Regions from separate parts of the Mus musculus genome. Here all the other regions are linked to region 6. A link is a contact called in public HiChIP or PLAC-seq and promoter capture Hi-C data. All regions are on one chromosome and are shown on one strand. The core of a region is the stretch at or near the end of the contact, and the rest is flanking DNA. Distances in the headings are between cores, read along the strand shown.

Region 1 (2,700 bases), core at 43-2,542, 480 kb after region 6:
GTTTAAATTTATACACTGAAGATTATAAAAAATCAGGCACTAGATGTTAAATAATTCCATGGGGCTGGAAAGTTAGTTTAGCACTGATCATTAAAGATTTATTAACCTGCTCCTAGAAATATGCCACTAGCTTTGGACGGCAGCCCCCACTGGATACATCCTTTTAGAATTGTTATATTTTGATGATTTATGATGATGTTACCTGTTCTGTTTGCAATGCACTGAATACATGGTTTCAGAGTTGTAATGCTTGGATGATTTTTCTACTTTACTGTGCCAAATGATTTTTGTTGGTATCTGTGAATGTTTCATTTGGATGTAGTTTCTAAGAGATGTAATGTTTAGTTTTTTAATGTATAATATCTCCTGCTTGAGAGCTGCAGAATACACTCAGATTCAAACTGCCTATGTGTTTGTTTCTATTTGTCACTGTCAAAACCTTATCCACCTAGCTTCAAGGACCCTCATTCCAGGGACCCTCATACTTGACTGTGGTGCTCCGCGGCAATCTCTTATGATAGAAATCCTATGATGAGTGATGAATAGTGTGTCAAGAGTCAGTTCACTGGCCATATTGAGCCCAAGATCAGTTTTCCTCCCATTGAGAGTAGAGCCAGGAGCTGGAAGAACATCTGGTGGTGAATAGTTGTGTGAGATTGTGAAAGAGAATCCGGTAAAGCTCTGGCACAGCTCTCTCAAATATTAAATTGTTTACACGGATTAATTGAGGAACGTGTGGACAAGGGACTAAGGACAGAAGAAAATCTCAAAGGGTTTCTGGGGCTTATCGGTAAGAGATATCTGTGTTTCCTAGCCCATATCCGCCCCAAACTGTGGATTTCAGTGTACACACCAAAATTGTTCTGTTTTTTGTTTTTGTTCTCCTCTTTGATTTAGTGTCATAATGGATGTTAAACCTAGGCCTCCTTTACTCCAGGCAAGTGCTTCACCAGTGAGTAGCCCCCCATCTCTTTTGGTAGTGTGTAATTTGGGACATAGACTTGTGATTCTTCTGTCTCAAACCCCTGAGCTTTTTAAGACACAGCATTGATCAGAGTAAGAAGTAAACTTAATACACATTACTGTAAAAGGCTGCACTCATATTCGCAAATTGCCCTTTGTAAATTTGGGATTTTTAAAGGAGCCTAATTCCAGTTAAATACAATCCATGACCTATAAACCCTCTGACTTCTTTGGTTCAGGGCAGTCCTTCGCATAGACTTCTGGGAAATGTAGTTTCTCTCTGCATGACCCCGCTAGACAGGACTCTGCTCTCTGTGCTTCCGGGTTCATTTTGCATTTGTGATTCTCCAAACTCTGCGGCGTTCTCAAAGTTCGGACAGTGTGGCTTGTTCTTCGCGCTTAACATGGAGGTTGGTCCCGGGTGCAGCCTAGACTTGCAAACCTCATGAACTCTGAGGTTGGGCGGGTCCGGCGTGCAGGGAGCCGGTGAGGGCTGGGCGGGAGGCGGAGAGAAGCCCACTTGGATGTGCAATGCAGATCTAGGCTTGGCCAGAGTGCAGGGGTGGGGCGCACGCACGGTGCCAGGAGCGAATGCTCTGTTAGGACGGAGCGACTGCCAGAGTCAATCATGTGTTTCAGGGACCTGAGAGGTGGCCTGCTAGTGCAAGAATGGAGATCGGAAAGCTTGAATCCTGTCTAGTGACGTCATGATTAGAGGGACTGCATTTCCCACAAGTCTATGCGAAGATCTCCAAAAGAGCGCTATTGCCCAAGGCTTTTCAATACCTTTAGGCTACTTTTAAAATACCAGATTTAAAGAGGTTGTTGTAGGAATATGATTCCACCTTTCAATGTCACTGTGTATTGAGTTTACGTCTTACTTTGATCGATATGTTGTGACTTTAAAAGCTCAGGTGTACCTAGAATCGTATGGCAGGAGGGAAAATGCACATTGACACAATTTTACCTTATGATAATGGAGCAAGGAGCTACACTGAGACACACCACATGGCTAGAGCAGGGTGGCTTGGCTGATCGTGCGGAAGCAGGCTATGATGAGAGCGCACACAGCCCCTTGGCTGGGGAAGCTTGCTGTTACTAGCTTTCACATTGCTATTGTCAGATCCCTCAGGAAATCTAGAGCAAGTGGGTTTTTCTGAGCCCTCCCATATTCTATGACAGGCCCAGGACTCTGGTTTTGAGTTCGTGTGGCTCATAGTTTCCAGGACAGGGAGTTCTGCGGGGGAGTTTGGTGTATGGGATGTTCGTCCCGTTTTCTTTGTGATAAATTGTTAGTTTTCAGGGCGGCTCACTTTGGATAGGAATCACTCCTTTACCCACTGTGACAGAACCCTCACATTCACACACCTGTATGAGGCAAAAAAAAAACAAAAAACAAAAACAAAAACAAAAAAAACAAAAAACAAAAAACAAAAAAACAAAACCAAAACCAAAACCTCATAGAGGGGGCGCTCTGAGCTTTGTACCTTCCCAGCTATCACTGATCCTATAGTACAGACTGGAAAATACTAGAAGATATTAACTCATAAAATTGCACCAGAGACTGCGATGTAAGAAATTTGTTTTCTTGTGGAAAGATTGAGAGATGAAGTTGAAGAGCTGTGGCTCACTCATGGAACTGTGATTGTAAACAGCTGGCTGCTCATCCCGTCCTTTGTATACACGTGTCTCCTCACCCTGCCATTTGTGCTGTTTTTGCCACACCAGTCAAATTGA
Region 2 (2,700 bases), core at 120-2,619, 420 kb after region 6:
AATTTGACATTTTCTTTTAAATAGGTCTGTTTGATAAATATATTAAATATAAATGTGTATATGTATATATTAAATGCATGCATGTGTGACCTGTGATATAAGCATTTTGCTGTATCACCTCTACCTTCTAAGAAACGGGATCTAAGGTACAAGAAAATGTACTTTTCACACCATAAAATGTAAAATGACATGTTCTTAGTTTCCTGAACATTAATGGCATTGACTAGAAAGTGTCCATATTATTGTAATTATAGTTAGATAATACATAGAAAATACTGGTATTATGATAATGTAGTTTAAAGCCCATGCTTCTTAGGTATAGATTTGAATGCTGTAAGTCAGTCTCCAGCACACAAATCAATTTGACTGAAGTGTGGCAAAAACAGCACAAAGGACAGAGTGAGCAAAGGCTGTATACAAAGCACGGGGTGAGCAGCTGGCTGTATACAAATGCCATGGGGAGCAGACTGTTGTATACAATCACAAGACCTTTAGTGAGCCACATTTCTTCAACCCCATCTCTCAATCTTTCCACACAATACAAATACCTGGGCAACTTATCTCTCCTTTCACAAAAGGAGTCCAAATTTCTGACATCGCAGTCTCTGGTGCAATTGTATGTGGTAATATTCTCTAGTATTTTCCACTCTGCAGTGTTGTAGGATCAGTGATAGCTGGGAAGGTACAAAGCTCAGAGTGCCCCCTCGATGAGAATTTTTTTTTTTTTTTTTTTTTGCCTCATACAGGTGTGTGAATGTGAGGGTTCTGTCACAGTGGGTAAAGGAGTGATTCCTATCCAAAGTGAGCCGCCCTGAAAACAATTTATCACAAAGAAAACGGGACGAACATCCCATACACCAAACTCCCCCGCCAGAACTCACTGTCCTGGAAACTATGAGCCACACGAACTCAAAACAAGAGTCCTGGGCCTGTCATAGAATATGGGAGGGCTCAGAAAAACCCACTTGCTCTAGATTTCCTGAGGGATCTGACAACAGCAATGTGAAAGCTAGTAACAGCAAGCTTCCCCAGCCAAGGTGCTGTGTGAGCTTTCATCACAGCCTGTCTCTGGCATGGTCAGCCAAGCCACCCCTAAGCCTAGATCTGCACTGCACATCCAAATGGGCTTCTCTCCGCCTCCTGCCCAGCCCTCCCCCGCTCCCTGCACGCCGGACCCGCCTACCCGCAGAGTTCCTGGATTTGCAAGTCTAGGCTGCACCCGGGACCAACCTTCATGTTAAGCGCGAAGAACAAGCCACACTGTCCCAACTTTGAGAACACCGCAGAGTTTGGAGAATCACAAACGTAAAAAGAACCCGGAAGCACAGAGAGCAGAGTCCTGTCTAGCGGGGTCATACAGAAAGAGAGAGAGAGACTACATTTCCCAGAAGTCTACGCGAAGGACTACCCGGAACCAAAGAAGGCAAAGAATTTAAAGCGCATGGATTGTATGTAACTGGAATTAGGCTGCTTTTAAAAATCCCAAATTTACAAAGGGCATTTTGAGAATATGAGTCCAGCCTTTAACGGTAATATGTATTAGATTTACTTCTTACTCTGATCAATGCTGTGACTTAAAAAGCTCAGGGGTTCCTAGAATCTTATGGGGGGCAGAAAAAAAATCACATTGAGTCAATTTTACTTTAAAATAACGGAGCAAGAAGCTACTTTAGGGCACACCACAAACTCTTTAGGATAGTTTTTGAAACCAAGTTTCCTGGAAATATTCTGAAATCTCAGCTACTCTGGGGTTTGAGACAGAAGAATCACAAGTCTATGTCCCAAATTACACAGTACCAAAAGAGATGGGGGCTACTCACTGGTGAAGCACTTGCCTGGAGTGAAGGAGGCCTTGGTTTAATACCCATTATGACACTAAATCAAAGAGGAAAAAAAAATAACCGAACAGATTTGATGTGTACACTGAAATCCACGGTTTGGGGCGTGGACTAGGGAACACAGATGTCTCTTACCTATAAGTCCCAGAAACCCTTTGAGATTTTCATCTGTCCTTAGTCCCCTTGTCCACACGTTCCTCCGATATCCGTGTAAACAATTTAACATTTGAGAGAGCTTCACCAGATTCTCTTTCACAATCTCATACAACTATTCACCACCAAATGTTCTTCCTGGCTCCTCTCCCAGTTAGAGGAAAACTGGTCTTGGAATCAGTATGGTGTGTGAACTGACTCCTGACCCACTATCCAACACTCATCATAAGATTTCTCTCTGTATTACTTCGGATCTGCCCTATTCAACTTCCAGTCTCTTTCTGGACTCCTTACATTACTCCCATTCATGTGGAAGTACTTAAAGGTTCTTTTGTTTTGTTTTGTTTTTTGCTTGAAGTTCACTCTATTCCCTCATCTCATAACACAGGAATGAATCTTCCTTTAATACAAAGGTATCAGAAATATGTTCCTGATCATACAGAATGAACTCATTGCAAGAAAGGGGCTGGACTGACACCACGGAGTGATGGGACTCCCTATCTCGTGTGTATGTATTCCTGTACTGGTAACATCTGAGACCCAACGATAAACCCCACGAGAGGAAAGAGTTTGTTTTCGTGCCATGGTCACTGATTCACAATGAGATTACTTCTTGGATGAGAGAGTGGGAAGATCAGATTGTTCTTTTTTTGTTTCATCACCAGAAAGAAATTGTGCTGGGTTTTATATCAATTTGACACAAGCTAAA
Region 3 (2,700 bases), core at 125-2,624, 350 kb after region 6:
TCATAAACATACTATGTGTAAACCATAAGACCGAAAGTATTTTTCTTTCTTTCTTTCTTTCTTTCTTTCTTTCTTTCTTTCTTTCTTTCTTTCTTTCTTTTCTTTCTTTGAGCATTCTTTTGCTGACACACCAGAAGAGAACATCAGATCCAATTATAGATAGTCGGGAGCCACCAAGTGGTTGCTGGGAATTAAACTCAGGACCTTTGGAAGAACAGCCAGATATCTTAACCACTGAGCCATCTCTCCAGTTCTATCTTACAGCTTTTCAAATACAGTTGAAAAACTTGGGAGAATTTTTTCTAAAACTATTAAGAAGGGTGTGTCAGTAAACATGAATGTCACATTAAGGGATAAAGGAAAATTTAAGAGAGTTCAGACAATGCTGATAACATGAACACAAAGAAGAAAAGCAAGTGAAGAGACAACAATGTACAGACTCTGGCAGATTAGAGAGCAATGTACAGATCCTTGCAGATTAGAGTGCAATGTACAGAGCCTGGAAGATGAGCAGAGCCATTTCCCCCTTCCCTTTCAGACTTTCTAGCCCCCCCTGCCATTTCTCATCACACCAAGTCAAGTCTCTCACATCTGAAAAGGAGTCAAAATTTTGGACACAACACATACTCAGAATTGTTGAGGTATTATTGTCTAGTGATTTTTAATCTTTAGTGTAAAATCCTATTTATTTGGATTGTGCAAACACTGGTTCATACCAACTACAAGATTATTTTGTGGTTTTATATCCATGTATTGTCGCATTCAGGTCACAAAGGTGTCTATTAGAAAATCTTATTTGAATCAGGGCATCCGTGAGTCTAACAATTCGTTCCAAAGGAACAGGAACTAACATCCCACACAACAGTTTGCCCTCCCTCACAGGATTCTTGCTCCTTGGACACTAGGAACTTTAGGAAGCTGTTTGAGCACAAACCAGGAGTGGTGTCCAAGACATAACGTATAGAGGGTGCTACATGTCAAGTGCTCTGTATGTCCTGAGAATCTGACTACAGTCACGTGAGAACGGGCCAGCTAGGTAATGATGAGTGCGCTCTTGTCAGCATCTCAGGAACAGGCAGGCAGCTGACCCAGCCTGCCCTTGCCATCCTGTTGTTTTCAGTCTTTTCCCCTTCAAACCCGTGCCCAGGCGCAGCGGCCCAGCCTAGGTCAGCACAGCATCTCCAGGTCAGCAGCTTCTTGCCTCTCAATAAGCCCGAGCCAGCTCCCTCCGTGCCCTACCTGCCACCCTGCACAGCCCCTCAGACCTGAAAGATGGCGCTGCTCCCTGCACCAACCTCCATGTCAGAAATCCAGATGTAGTGCTGAGGACAACTGCATACATTTGAGGAGTGAAGTTTGAAGAAAGACTAAGGAAGCTCGATTCCGAGGGCCCTTTCTGATGACCTCACAAGGGACGGGACTACACTTCCCACAAGTCAGTTGGAAGGACTTACAGGGACCCACAGAAGAGGTCTTGTGCATTGCCTGCCTTGCAGCCCAGCTCTGGGCAGCTGAAGTTAGAAAAAAACAGGCTGCAGCATGTGGGCAGCCACAGGGAAATTGGGCTTTAAAAAAAGTCTTTGGTCACAGCACGCGATGTTAGCCTGTGAGCTGAGTTTCACAGTAATGTTTATCGCATTTCCTTGTTATCTCTTCTAAAACATTGTGAGTTTAAAGCTCGGATCTTTTTTGTTGTTATTGTTGTTTTTGGTTTTTTAAAAAGCACATCTCTACTTATTAGCATCTTACTACGGAGTGGAAAATTAATGCTTTCATGGTTTACTTAAAATATGAAAAAGGAAGATAATGTAAGAGTGGGCATTATCTCTTTAAGATGTTATCGAAACCATCCCAGGTACTTAAGACAGAATTAGAAATCAAAGTGAGTCACCACCAAGTATTTTCTGAGCACTTGCTTTCCTCCTCTGAATCTCTCCCAAGAGGAGGGGCACAGCTCCTAGGATCACAATGGTGTGTGTACTGGCTCTTCAATTTCCCTCTGTGTTTGGTTTGATGTTCTTTATTGATTTTCCTGTCTCCACTGATCCTGTCATCATTCACATTTGATAATACTTGAACATTACTGGTAGCTGCCTTGTACTTCCCTCACTTCTCCTAAGCAGAACACTGAGATCGTTCCTCCTGGAATATAAAGGTATCAGAAATATGTTCATATCACTGTAAAACGAGGTCGATGTATTAAAGAAGTTAGACTGGAAACTTGGAGTATTGAGAATTCCCATCTTTTCGTGGGAAGGTTTATTCCTGTGTAGTTCATGCTTGAGTTAAAGCTACAAATGGCATTACAGAAAAGATTTCATACTTCCCTGAGGCACAATAATTCAAAAGCAAGCTGTTTCAGAGCAGAGACTGTGCGAAATCCCTAAGTAATAAAAGGATTGTCTCTGAATCCTTTGGGTGAGAGCAAGGATTTAAGGTAAACTTCCTTTAAGAAGCATTAGTTAATAAAATACTTTCCACTTAGGAAACAATATACACTGAAAGATTAAAACTCTTGGCTTCAAGTATAGAAGCAGAAACAATAAAAATTTTTCTTACATAAGGTAAAGTTACATTAGCCATACCTAGAGGCAAAATTTTCTAGTGATTACAGTTCACCTGAAGCAAAACTCTTTGAATTTAAGCATTATTTTAAACATCTGAATAGATCTGCAACACTGTTAAAAAGAAATTTTCTTG
Region 4 (2,700 bases), core at 103-2,602, 500 kb after region 6:
GCAGGTTTTGTGGGTGATAGTAAGGACAGTACCTTATATCCAGCCAATGCTAGATGCTGCCAGCAGAGCTTAACAATTGAGAATGCAGGGGTATAGTTTCATTCATAGCCAGTAGTTACGATATCTGTGGGGGATAGGTCACCTCCCAAATCTAGGCACGTTGGGGCAGAAACAAAAGCAGACCACAGGCATAAGGCAAAGGAATCTCAGAGACAGAGGGAGTGCTATCTCAGAGGAAGCAGGCTTTGAGTTCTAGCAGAGACAACAGGCATTAGGAACCAGTAAAGCTTCTCTTAACTTGAGAAACAAACAGGTAAGGCACCCTCTGGCACAGAAATCATGGCTCCAAACCCCTGGACCTAGTGAGGTTGGTTCCTGGCCTCCATGGCTGGTTAGCTTTCCTGATGGCTGAGGTCTCAGAAAGATAAAGAAGTGCAGACCAGAAGCCCCACTCCTGCCAAGGCTGCAGCTATTGCTCAGGAGGCTCCTGCAGTCACCACAGGTGGACAAGTCCTGCCTCCCTTACCTCAGGATGTGAGCACTAAAAAGCAGCACTAAGTCCAATCTACTCACCTTGCATGGGGTTCCTTTAAGGTAACAGCACACTTAGCAAACACCCAAGGATCTCATGAGTGAGTGAGGAGAGAAAATGTGTGGTGGCGCATGTCTTTAATCCCAGCACTGGGGGGTGGGGGGTGAGGGTGGGGGTGGGGGTGGTAGAGGCAGGCGGATTTCTGAGTTCGAGGCCAGCCTGGTCTACAAAGTGAGTTCCAGGACAGCCAGGGCTATACAGAGAAACCCTGTCTCGAAAAACCAAAAGAAAAAATACTGGCAATATTTTCAACCATGGGATATGACCGTGATGAATAATGAGATTCAAAACAATGTCAAATGTGCCAGAGTTGAAAGCCTACTAGGAATGGGAGTGGACAAATATTTTGTAAGTTTATGAGAATTTTGCTGCCATCTCCAACAAGACATTCTCAGTGAGCGTGAGAACCAAAGAGGCATCAAGAGCCGCTGGGAGTTAAAAAATATTAATGAATCTTAAGATGATTTTCTTTCCCACATTAGTGTATTGCTTCCTTATTTAAAAACACAACAGGGTCAGCGTGATTCTTTTTTAAAGTAAGATTAAAATTACAACATATGGCCCAGAAATGACTTGTACTCCTAAGATTTCTGTCACAGACTCGACTCACATTCACGTTATCTCCTGTTGTGGATCCGGAGGGGGGAAAACCAGCCCGACTCCCCAAGAATGTGCTGCAGACTGCTTCTTTCCTTCTATTCTCTCTCTTGGGTTGCCAGGGACAAATTCTGGAACCAGAGAAATCACCTTCGGTGGGTTACAGAAATCCCTTCGCACGGACTTCTGGGAAATGTAGTCTGGATACTGTGACGTCACAGGGAGCTAACCGGTAAACCCCCCACTAGGTTTTTGCTTAACAGAGGGGTCTTCCCCAAAGTTTTGCGAGAGTCCTGTGTGGCCGTTACATTCCTGTCGTCTGTGATGTGGAGGTTGGTTCAGAAAACAACATAGCCTGGGTCTCTGTTCCCGGTTCTGTCTCAGAGGGAGCGAAACTGAACTGGGTGGGAGGGCAGAAGCTGCTGCTTGGACCTGCCTTGCTGTACCGGCTGGGACAGGTGACGTTGCATGTCGGGACGATGAGGATTGTGCCCTAGGTGATGGTTTCCTTTGGACACTGCGTGCTGCTCTCGTGCCCTAGAGATGTTAGTGATCCCCAAACACAGGATGTGTCCTTGGCCCACAATGGTTATTTCAGCCTGTTGTTTTGTTTTGCTTTTTGTTTTTGTTTTTTGTTTTTGTGTTTGTGTTTTAGACAGAATTTCTCTTGGTTCTCATGGAACTTACTTTGTAGACCAGGCTGAACTAGAACTCACAGGGATCTTCCTGCCTCTGCCTCCCTCATCTTGGGATTGAAGCTATTCACCATGACACTCAGAGTGTCAGCATGTTCTCATCTCACACTGAAATTGTTGAGCTATTTTTAAACTAAAAATACAGAGTTGTAACTTATAGAAGAAGGAGGCCAAATATTTTTTACCATGGACTACTGATGTCAGGAAGCCAAGGTTCTGGGCCTTCCTGAGTAATGGACGCTCTGGAACAGTGGGAGAGAGAGAAGCTTGCAGTCTTGTTGCCCTGAATGCTGGATGTGTATAAGGATCATGTGGGCTACATCTTAGAATCCGATAACATACTGTTTGAGTTGAGCACAACAATACTTAGAAAAATGATCAAAGCTTATCTATACAATTATTTTAAAGGACCCCACTAATACATAAACTGCTGATATTTTCATGTATAAATAAAAAAATAATATGACTATTCTCGTTGGCCAATCTGGGGCATTATTCAATAAGACATGAATATAGAAATTAAAAAATTTTGAAATAATTAGACAGCATAGCAAACATGCTGCTCAACTACAGCACACTGATACATGCTGTCAAATGTGTAAAACACACTTCAGAAATGTCACAAACATCAACCAGTACCCATTAGAGAAAACACAGAAATGGAACATGACAAGGAACAGTGAATTCTGTTCTATGTTAAATTCTCAGTATGATTAGTCCTTTGCATGCTGGTTTCCCCGTATGTTCAGAACCTTGAATGATATTAGTCTGTGAGTTCTTCCTTTAATGTTCTACCCCTTGCCTCCTCCATCTCCT
Region 5 (2,700 bases), core at 193-2,692, 450 kb after region 6:
CAAAGGAGTACCATTGGAGACTGGGCGGTATCCAGGGCACTTGGCTTCAAGGTCCTTAATTCGTTCTCCTAGACATTAGGTCTGGAGTGGTTAGGAGCTTAGAGTGCTAAGGAGACAAAGGACTGGGTCAGCTGTATGTAGTATATATGTGTGTGTGTAAAACCATGGTTTAAATAATAGCAATCTCTCTCTCTCTACACACACACACACACACACACACACAGCTGTTAACAAATTAAGAAAACATTTGGAAAAGTGAGTGATAGCTGTTCTTTACGGGCCTGGGAACATGAACTTGTATGACCCTGCCAGCAAGATGGAGAAGTTGCCCTTGAGATGGCTGGACTCAGACAACTGTTTAAAACAGAAGCTATTCAGCTATACGGAAGTCCCCAGCTCCCCTAGGGCCTGGAACTATGAATTTAGTTTCTCTCTAGAATTTAATGAAATCTGAAAGTGAAATCGTCATAGTACTTAGAATACGTTTCTTTTCTTGTCCCCAACAATACTTGCCTGCATTCATGAAAAACCAGGTAGAAGAGGATGAAGCTCTTGTATAGCACAAATTAGTGGATGAACATGTGTGCACTCTACTTACAGACAGACCAAAAAAAGATCCTGAGATAAATTCAGGATTTCTTCGTAAGTTAACATCAGAGAGCTGGATGTTTAACTTTGTCCAATGATTTAAAACAGCTGTGTCCCTGATCCATGCCCTTCACTGTATGGAAGTTTCCAGTGTTCACATGAAAACGTTATCCAGTTGTGGAGTCTTATCCATGTATGGCTCACACAGGTGAACAAGGAGTAGTTATGCATATGTAATGCTTGGTATTAAGCCAAGCCTCCACTGTAGTCAAGGGCTTTACCCCTTGCTCCCTAACCCTACTTGTACATTGTATTTTGAAACAAGGTCTCTTTATTTGGCCCAGGTTAGCCTTGGATTTGGGATCCTCCTGTCTTAAGTTCCTGAGCAGTTCGACTACAAGGAAGGTCACATATAGTTATTTTATAGTAATATTGAATCAGTGTGAACTTTACATGTAGAAGATTCCATAATAAGTACACTTTTGAGTTTAAATCGCAACATATTGAACAGAAATAAGTTGCAAACCTATTAAAGGTTACTGCCAAAGGCTCAATTTACATTTAAACGTGTCCTGTACTGAATTCAGCATTTCCCCCCCCTCTCTGTGTAGCCCTGGCTGTCCTGGAACTCACTCCATAGACCAGGCTAGCCTCGAACTCAGAGCCTGTCTCTGCCTCCCAAGTGCTGGGATTAAAAGCTAGCGCCGCCACCACTGCCCGGTTTAAATTTAGCATTTTAAAAGCCAACTGGCTCCCTGTGGTTGTACCAGGACACAAACTGACTGCTTCCTCCCAACCCCTTACACTCTAAGGGATTTCTTTCGCATAGAGTTGTGGGAAATGTAGTCTTGCCCATATGACGTCACAAGGAGCCAGTCAGGAAACCACGTTTCTACTCTCGGTCTGCATAGTTGCATCTTTCCCAAAGTTGAGCAAGAAAAAGGTCTTGCTCAGTACTCGGTTTGCATCTCTCACATGGAGGTTCGTCCAGGGTGCAACGCTGCCCTGCAGGCGTGAGGGTCCGCGTGGTGATGGGTCCGGAATGGATGGCGAGGGTTTGTGGATGGGAGGTGGGAAGAAGCGGACTTGGGGGTGCTGTGCTGACCTAGGCTGGACCAACCCCACGTTGGATCCAGGTCAGAGCTGCGGAAAGGGCAATGGGGTCGGCTCTGAGAGTGACCGTTTTGCTTGCACGAGGCTACTGCTGGAGTCCACCCTGCGCAGGAGAGCTGGCTCAGGACCCAGGAGTGAGAACTGCTGGAAGTCCTGGCAGGTTTCACCCTGACTGGTGTCTGATGACAGCCTGAGGCTATGACTGGGAGCGCACTCTCCTGCTTGGCTGGGGAAACTCTGCTCTCTAGCTGACTCAGGCTCACATGGTTGTAGTCAGATTTCTCAGGAAATCTAGAACCAACTGGGTGTGTGGTGCTTTCTTTACTTTATAGCTGGCCCAGGACTCTTGGAGTTGACAAAAGTTCATAACCTTGTTTATTTGCAAGTGAAGGGAGTTTTGGGAGGGCGGTTGGTGTTTGGAATGTTGGTTCCATTTTCTTGGTAATGAACTGTTAGATTTATGAACTATTTTGAATAGAAGTCCTTCGCGATCACTGTTGTGACGTCAACCCCAAGACTAACACTCCTATATGAATGAGGGCAGAATAGTCCCTTAAAGGGAAAGATTTGAGTTTTGTGTCAACCAAGTAGTTCACTCTGTAGTGTAGAGTGAAAAGTACTAGAAAATAATAGATCAGCCAGTACCTTCGGAGACTGCGTTTGGACTCCTTTTCAAAATGGAGAAACAAATTGGTGTGAGAATAGGCGTGGGTACAGGGCTGTTGGTTACAGGTGAGAGGGGGCTGAAATGTCTCTGGGGGAGGAAATAATACTGCATCCTAAGAGGTCGGTCTTCATCGCTCTTTAATGGCCAGCTGTTCTGTCTTTGCATATCATCTGCAGTGTCTAAACTCACCTAAACCAACTCTTATCGAAGAATGTGGCATCTAGGTTCCCTAACCCTCCCCAAACAGTTCTAGACAAACTCACCCAAGTACTTACAGTGTGTCAGAGAGACAAAAAGATGGAATTGAGGAGCTCTGATCACTCAGGGCCCTG
Region 6 (2,700 bases), core at 34-2,533:
TTTTGATTCTCTGGATTCCTGACTCCTCCCCAAAAAGCAGAAGTGACAGAAATGTGTCATAGAATTACACTTAAGTTCTCTTTTCTGTCATAGAGCTGTTTAATTAAAAATATATATGAACATAAGGTGCCTATAAATTGTATATGAGCACAATGCTGTACTCTCTCTACTTTGTAAGGAACATGTTTTGATGTACAAGGCAGCATTGCGATTCCGACTTCATATACTGTTATTTTTTTTTTCTACAGATTAGCAAAGTTAACGAGGAAATGTCTGTTATCCTAGGTATGGTTAGAAACTCATTGAAAATCCCAGTAGATAGGACAAGGTGGTCTGAAGCCCATGATTTCTGGGAGTAGACTTGAATGCCACGAGCCAGGCTCTGGCTCACTAACCCTTGGTTTGACTGAAAAGTGACAATATAAGCAAGATCACCTGAGATAGGGGGGAGGGCTGTGGTGGAGAAACCCTGAAAAAAACAAACACACACACACACACACACACACATCAACTCATCTTTTATATTTGAAAAGGAGTCCAAATTTTGGACAGAACACTTATTAAGAGGATTATTGTCTAACGATTTTTAAGCAGAAGGGCAAATTCCATATTTGGGCAAACACTGGTTCATACCAGTTACAAAATTACTCTGTGTCTATGTAGCCATGTATTGTGATGATTCAGGTATAGGATTGTACCTTCAGAATTCTTTTCAACTCGAGGCATCCATAAATCCAACAATTCATTGCAAAGGAAAAGAAACTAACATTCCATAAAACAATCACCCTCACAGGTCTCTCTGTCCCTGGACATCAAGAACTTTAGGAAGATTTGTGAGATCAAACTGGAGTAGTGGACGGGATATAAAGTTTAGTAGGCACTAGACGTCCACGTGTTCTGTATGTCCCGAGAATCTGACTACAGCTATGTAGGCACAGGCAGAGCACGTTTCCCCAGTAAAGATGAGTGCGCTCCCTTCAGCATCTCAGGCAGAGGCAGTCAGCAGACCCAGCCTGCCCTTGCCATCCTGTTGTTTCCAACCTTCTCCCCTTCAAACCTGTGCCCAGGGGCAGTGGCCCAGCCTAGGTCAGCACAGCATCTCCAGGTCAGCTCAAATCATCTTCAGCGCCCGACCAGCCACCCTGCACAGTCCCTCAGATCTGCAAGATGGCGCTGTTCCCTGCACCAACCTCCATGTCAGAGATCCAAACGCAGTGCTCAACAGGACAGACGCCTAACTTTGGGGAGAAGCTTAAGTTTGAAAATCAAATGCGGAAGTTTGATAAGAACAGCCAGCCTTTTGGTGACGTCAACGTGGTAGGGACTACATTTCCCACAAGTCAGTGCGAAGAACTTCCAGGAACCCACAGAACTAGTTTGTTGTCCGCCAGAATTCCTGCCACCCGTGAGTAGGTTAAGTTAGGAATAAACAAGGATCTGCAGATGGGCAGACACGGGCATTTGGACTCTTAAAGTCCGGTGGTCGCAGCACCCTATGTTAGCCTGTGCATCGAACCTTTTACAGTGATGTTTACCACGTTTCCTAGTTATTTCTGCTAGGACGCTGTGGTTTTAAAGGAATTTAAAGTATTTTACTACCATATGGAAAATTCATCAGTTACTTAAAAATATGGAAGCTAATTTAGGACTGAGCATTATCTCTTGAAGATGCTCTTGAAACCATCCTTGGTGACCCTGATTGTCTTGCAGCATCTCAGGTGGTTAAGAGAAACAAATTAAAATTCAAAGCTAATTACCACCAGGTGGTTTCTGAGCACTGCTTTCCTCCCCTGCATCTCTCCCAAGGGGAAGGGGGCAGGCAGACAGAGCTCTTGGGATCACAGAGGTATATGTACAGAGAGACAGGAAAATTAATAAGGAACATCAAAACCTAACACAGGAAATTCTATAGTGCACAGTGGACCAAGGCTAGGCCACTATCCCTGGGCACAGGTTTGAAGGGGAAAAGGTTGGAAACAACAGGATGGCAAGCGTCCTTGGTCCATTGTGCACTATAGGATTTCCTTTGTTAGGTTTGATGTTCCTTATTAATTTTCCTGTGTCTCTGATGATCCTGTCATCATTCATATTTCACCATATTTGAACATCAGTGGTATCTGCCTTGAACTTCCCACATTTCTCTGAAGCAGAACATCAAGATAACTCCTTCTTGAATACAAAGGTATCAGAAATGTGTTCATATAACTGTCAAATGATATCACTGTATTAAAGAAGTTACACTGGAAACATGGAGTATTGAGAATTCCCATCTCTTCTTTGGAAGGCTTATTCTTGTGCAGTTCATGCTTGAGTCAAAGTTACAAACCCCATTGCTAGCTCCCTGGGAGCAGTAGTATGCTAGCAGCCTTCAGATGAACATGTAGAACTCTCAGCTCCTCCTGTACCATGCGTGCCTGGATGCTGCCATGTTCCCTCCTTATTATTGGACTGAACCTCTGAACCTGTAAGCCAGCCCCAATTAAATGTTGTCTTTTATAAGACTTGCCTTGGTTGTGGTGTCTGTTCACAGCTCTAAAACCCTAAGACAACTAGGCTATGTACTATTTACTGAACTAAGACAGGAGTTGGTACCAGGAGTGGGGTATTGTTGTGATAGGCATGACCACGCATTTGTCTGGAAGAATGTGGATTTGGGGACTTTGGATTGGGAAGCAGTAGAATGCTTCAAATGGGGCTGAA
Region 7 (2,700 bases), core at 23-2,522, 430 kb before region 6:
GAAGGAAAAAGAGGCTCCCTTCTTATTATCTCCTTCTAATTTCCTAATCCTCAGTACAGATTACTACATGGCTTCCTCCAACCTTTAAATTAGAAGTCATGCATAAAATTGTTTCTAAGAGAAATTTAAATTGTCAAGGGCTAATGCTCAGTTGGTATATTGCTTGCCTAACATACACCACAAAGCCCTGGGCTCCAACTCCAGCACTACATAAAACATGCATAGTGATTCATTCCTGCAATTCCAGCATTTTTAGGGTGGAGGAAAAAAGAATCAGAGGTTCAAGGTCATTCTTCAATACACAGCTAACTTGGGCTACCCTGGCTCAAAAAATAAAAATATTAAAAAAAAGCATAAGAACTAAATTGTTAACACAGCAGTGATTATAATATCGATTAATATTTACTTAACAAATGTGTCAGGCACTACTCTGTTTGCCACATTATAGATCAAAAGCCTGTTGCAGAAAAGGAAGCTGGCTTACGTAAGTATTAAACTCAACAAAACAGAATACTTTTCCTAAAATTGTGTCAAATGGGTAAAATTAATGCCTTCAGAATTTCCAGGGACTGTGAGAAGGTTATCAGTATTGTTTTTAAAGACTATTCCAACGTATACCATCAGTGGGCAAAGATTAAGCTTTAAAAAAAAATAGGAGGGGAGAGGGTGAGTAATATTTGATGTGAAAACATTCTGGCACTCTATCTCAAATTTGTTCTAGTGCCTACATTAAACAAAAGTCCTTACAGCCCTGCAGCCCCAGCTCACCGTCCAGATATGCCAAGGTTAACCTGAAACCTCACTATAACCCTATCTTACTTCCTTTTAATTCTTCTGACAAGTCTTAGGAGCGTCATGCGGGCTCGGGCGCTGTTTGCTCCGATCACTGTCACTGAAGTGGCCTGCGCCTGACTCCAAATGCTCCCCACTACTCGCTGTGGCTGTCGTCTGCTGACCTCCTCACCTCCCTAAGCTGTCCCAAGGCGGAGGGGAAGGAGGCCGAACCCGGTCAGCCCCGCTGGGCTCCTTCCGGCAGAGGTCCCTGTTCTAACCCTCAGGCAGGCCCGACCTGGCTCAGCGAAACCTGTCCTTTGAGCTGCTGGGTCGCCACGTCTCTTATCACAAACTAGCTATTTAGCTAACGCAAAAGGAGAACAAGTTCGTGAGAAAATACAACCGCTCCACGATACCCACAAAGGAGGAGTAATTACTCACCAGCAGATCGGCCCGCCATTTTGACCTGAGAGTGAAGCGCTGCCTTCTGGGTAAGTCCTAGAGGACACGCCGGGCTCCTACGCAGGCGTCCTGGATACTTTAGGAAGGGGAAGGGAGGGGCAGGCGCTGCTCTGACCGCCAGCAGAAGGCATTTACTCTTTCCTACCTGAATGGACTCCACACATTAGGCTGATCTTTTTGTGTGCCTTGTTACAAAAAACATTCTTCGCGACACAATGGGGAAAGTACTGCGAAATTAGGAGACAGTGTTATTCAATGCTCTGTTATAGGAAAGAACCTTTGCGGAATAAATGGAGTCTTGGAGACAGGTAATGTAGTAAATGATTTTCAGGCAAACCGCATCTCAAAATGCATGGAGGGGATGCTAGGACGCTAGAGGACGCTTGATGCTCAAATTCTTTATGTCAAATGGTGCGGTGTTTTAATATAATGTATACACTATTGCATTCTTTAAATCACCTCAGGATTACTTTAATACAGAATATAAAGTAAGCACCACACAAATAACTGTTATACTGCACTATTTTGGAAGTAACACAGGTATAATGAACATTTATAGTTAACACAGATATACCCCTTCCCGATCTGTGGTAGACTCAATCTATAGGTCTGCAATCTTTGGGTTCAGAAGTGTGGCTATATTCTCATTTAATTCTAAATCATCAGTGTAATTACTGGTGCTATCAGTATTGAAGAGAGAAGGAAGCTGAGCCTCAGAAAAGTTCAATAAGTTATCCAAGGGCATTGAAATTGGGTAGAGTCCAGGTTTGTTTGTTTGTTTGTTAACTAGAATTGAGAAATCCAGTTTCAAATTCGGGCTTCCTTATTTCTAGGATCATATGCTGCACAACCAATCCCAGATAACTTTCAGCTTCTAGGCTTCACTTTCCCCACCTAAAAATCCCTATCAAACAATTTTAGTAGAAAGTTAGGTTGGATAAGCTTTAAAAATATTAACTTTAAGGTAGGAGTAAATGGCACATGCAAGATCCAAGAATTCAGTAGTCTGAGGCAGGAGGATCCCTGCAAGTTCAAGACTACAGTTGTCTACATAGTGAATCTGGCATCAGTCTGCAAGACCTTACCTAAAACAAAACAACAACAACAAAACCCCTAAGATATATTTAGAATTTGCATATAGTATTAAAAATGGAGCAAGCAGAAAGACTATAGACTGTGCTTTCAAGATCTCAACCCCAACAGGTAGAGTCTAAAATAAAAAACTAAGGACAGAAAGTGGAGTTACTGTTGAGTTTTACTATGACTCGATAGTGGTCTTTTTTTTTTTTTTTTTTGAGGTAGATACTATTTATTATTTCTTGGTTTCCCTCTCATTGACATCAACTATCTTTTCTGAATTTTGGACTGGATTTAATGTCAAAAATACAGAAATGAGCTGGGCAGTGGTGGTGCACGCCTTTAATCCCAGCACTTGGGAGCCAGAGGCAGGCAGATTTCTGAGTT

The links. Promoter capture Hi-C pulls out the DNA fragments that hold promoters and counts their contacts. HiChIP or PLAC-seq counts read pairs in DNA pulled down with a chosen protein or histone mark.
Region 1: a promoter capture Hi-C map of pre-B cells shows a contact between it and region 6. The contact joins the promoter of Zfp273 here to the promoter of Zfp595 in region 6. A contact is called at or near these places in 7 of 39 promoter capture datasets (cranial neural crest, hematopoietic stem and progenitor cells, hippocampal neurons and 3 more), 10 of 484 Hi-C or Micro-C datasets (CD4 T cells, CD8 T cells, LSK cells and 5 more), 6 of 115 datasets of contacts at active chromatin or transcription factors (bone marrow-derived macrophages, embryonic hindbrain, large pre-B cells and 2 more) and 4 of 9 other capture datasets (adipose tissue, liver, macrophages and 1 more).
Region 2: a contact with region 6 is called in a promoter capture Hi-C map of pre-B cells. The contact joins the promoter of Zfp85 here to the promoter of Zfp595 in region 6. A contact is called at or near these places in 7 of 39 promoter capture datasets (cranial neural crest, hematopoietic stem and progenitor cells, liver and 3 more), 3 of 484 Hi-C or Micro-C datasets (CD8 T cells, the G1E-ER4 cell line and uterus), 3 of 115 datasets of contacts at active chromatin or transcription factors (bone marrow-derived macrophages, microglia and regulatory T cells) and 2 of 9 other capture datasets (adipose tissue and liver).
Region 3: a contact with region 6 is called in an H3K4me3 HiChIP or PLAC-seq map of bone marrow-derived macrophages, with 5 times the contacts expected there. The contact joins the promoter of Zfp738 here to the promoter of Zfp595 in region 6. A contact is called at or near these places in 2 of 39 promoter capture datasets (cranial neural crest and liver), 2 of 484 Hi-C or Micro-C datasets (Th1 cells and uterus), 4 of 115 datasets of contacts at active chromatin or transcription factors (bone marrow-derived macrophages, effector CD8 T cells, memory CD8 T cells and 1 more) and 3 of 9 other capture datasets (adipose tissue, liver and macrophages).
Region 4: a contact with region 6 is called in a promoter capture Hi-C map of liver. The contact joins the promoter of 4930525G20Rik here to the promoter of Zfp595 in region 6. A contact is called at or near these places in 10 of 39 promoter capture datasets (the 3T3-L1 cell line, cranial neural crest, frontonasal cranial neural crest and 7 more), 4 of 484 Hi-C or Micro-C datasets (CD4 T cells, liver, nephron progenitors and 1 more), 8 of 115 datasets of contacts at active chromatin or transcription factors (bone marrow-derived macrophages, embryonic stem cells, fibro-adipogenic progenitors and 3 more) and 4 of 9 other capture datasets (adipose tissue, embryonic stem cells, liver and 1 more).
Region 5: a contact with region 6 is called in a promoter capture Hi-C map of embryonic stem cells. The contact joins the promoter of Zfp493 here to the promoter of Zfp595 in region 6. A contact is called at or near these places in 16 of 39 promoter capture datasets (the 3T3-L1 cell line, 3T3-L1-derived adipocytes, the C10 cell line and 12 more), 3 of 484 Hi-C or Micro-C datasets (CD4 T cells, embryonic stem cells and muscle stem cells), 4 of 115 datasets of contacts at active chromatin or transcription factors (bone marrow-derived macrophages, large pre-B cells and memory CD8 T cells) and 5 of 9 other capture datasets (adipose tissue, embryonic stem cells, liver and 2 more).
Region 7: a promoter capture Hi-C map of pre-B cells shows a contact between it and region 6. The contact joins the promoter of Uqcrb here to the promoter of Zfp595 in region 6. A contact is called at or near these places in 7 of 39 promoter capture datasets (the C10 cell line, cranial neural crest, liver and 3 more), 4 of 115 datasets of contacts at active chromatin or transcription factors (effector CD8 T cells, intestinal villus epithelium, memory CD8 T cells and 1 more) and 2 of 9 other capture datasets (adipose tissue and liver).

The regions. Positions count from the first base shown.
Region 1 is chr13:67,812,524-67,815,223 of GRCm38.p6, forward strand. Zfp273 (zinc finger protein 273) reads left to right here and starts at 1,293. Exons shown (of 4, transcript NM_198322.3): 1 at 1,293-1,373. The coding sequence starts at 1,368. All of the region lies in intron 2 of 4930525G20Rik (RIKEN cDNA 4930525G20 gene), which reads right to left.
Region 2 is chr13:67,753,833-67,756,532 of GRCm38.p6, forward strand. Zfp85 (zinc finger protein 85) reads right to left here and starts at 1,370. Exons shown (of 4, transcript NM_001001130.3): 1 at 1,231-1,370. The coding sequence starts at 1,236. It overlaps Zfp85os (zinc finger protein 85, opposite strand), which reads left to right. Exons shown (of 3, transcript NR_027969.1): 3 at 747-2,700.
Region 3 is chr13:67,682,138-67,684,837 of GRCm38.p6, forward strand. It overlaps Zfp738 (zinc finger protein 738), which reads right to left and starts at 1,375. Exons shown (of 4, transcript NM_001001187.3): 1 at 1,266-1,375. The coding sequence starts at 1,301.
Region 4 is chr13:67,829,633-67,832,332 of GRCm38.p6, forward strand. It overlaps 4930525G20Rik (RIKEN cDNA 4930525G20 gene), which reads right to left and starts at 1,353. Exons shown (of 3, transcript NR_045194.1): 1 at 1,203-1,353. It overlaps Gm10037 (predicted gene 10037), which reads left to right and starts at 1,474. Exons shown (of 4, transcript NM_001309374.1): 1 at 1,474-1,521.
Region 5 is chr13:67,778,251-67,780,950 of GRCm38.p6, forward strand. It overlaps Zfp493 (zinc finger protein 493), which reads left to right and starts at 1,443. Exons shown (of 4, transcript NM_028402.2): 1 at 1,443-1,569. The coding sequence starts at 1,564.
Region 6 is chr13:67,331,277-67,333,976 of GRCm38.p6, forward strand. It overlaps Zfp595 (zinc finger protein 595), which reads right to left and starts at 1,284. Exons shown (of 5, transcript NM_177622.3): 1 at 1,191-1,284. The coding sequence starts at 1,196.
Region 7 is chr13:66,904,078-66,906,777 of GRCm38.p6, forward strand. Uqcrb (ubiquinol-cytochrome c reductase binding protein) reads right to left here and starts at 1,273. Exons shown (of 4, transcript NM_026219.2): 1 at 1,216-1,273. The coding sequence starts at 1,234. Gm10767 (predicted gene 10767) reads left to right here and starts at 1,338. Exons shown (of 3, transcript NM_001177750.1): 1 at 1,338-1,544. It also overlaps a transcript of Mterf3 not described here.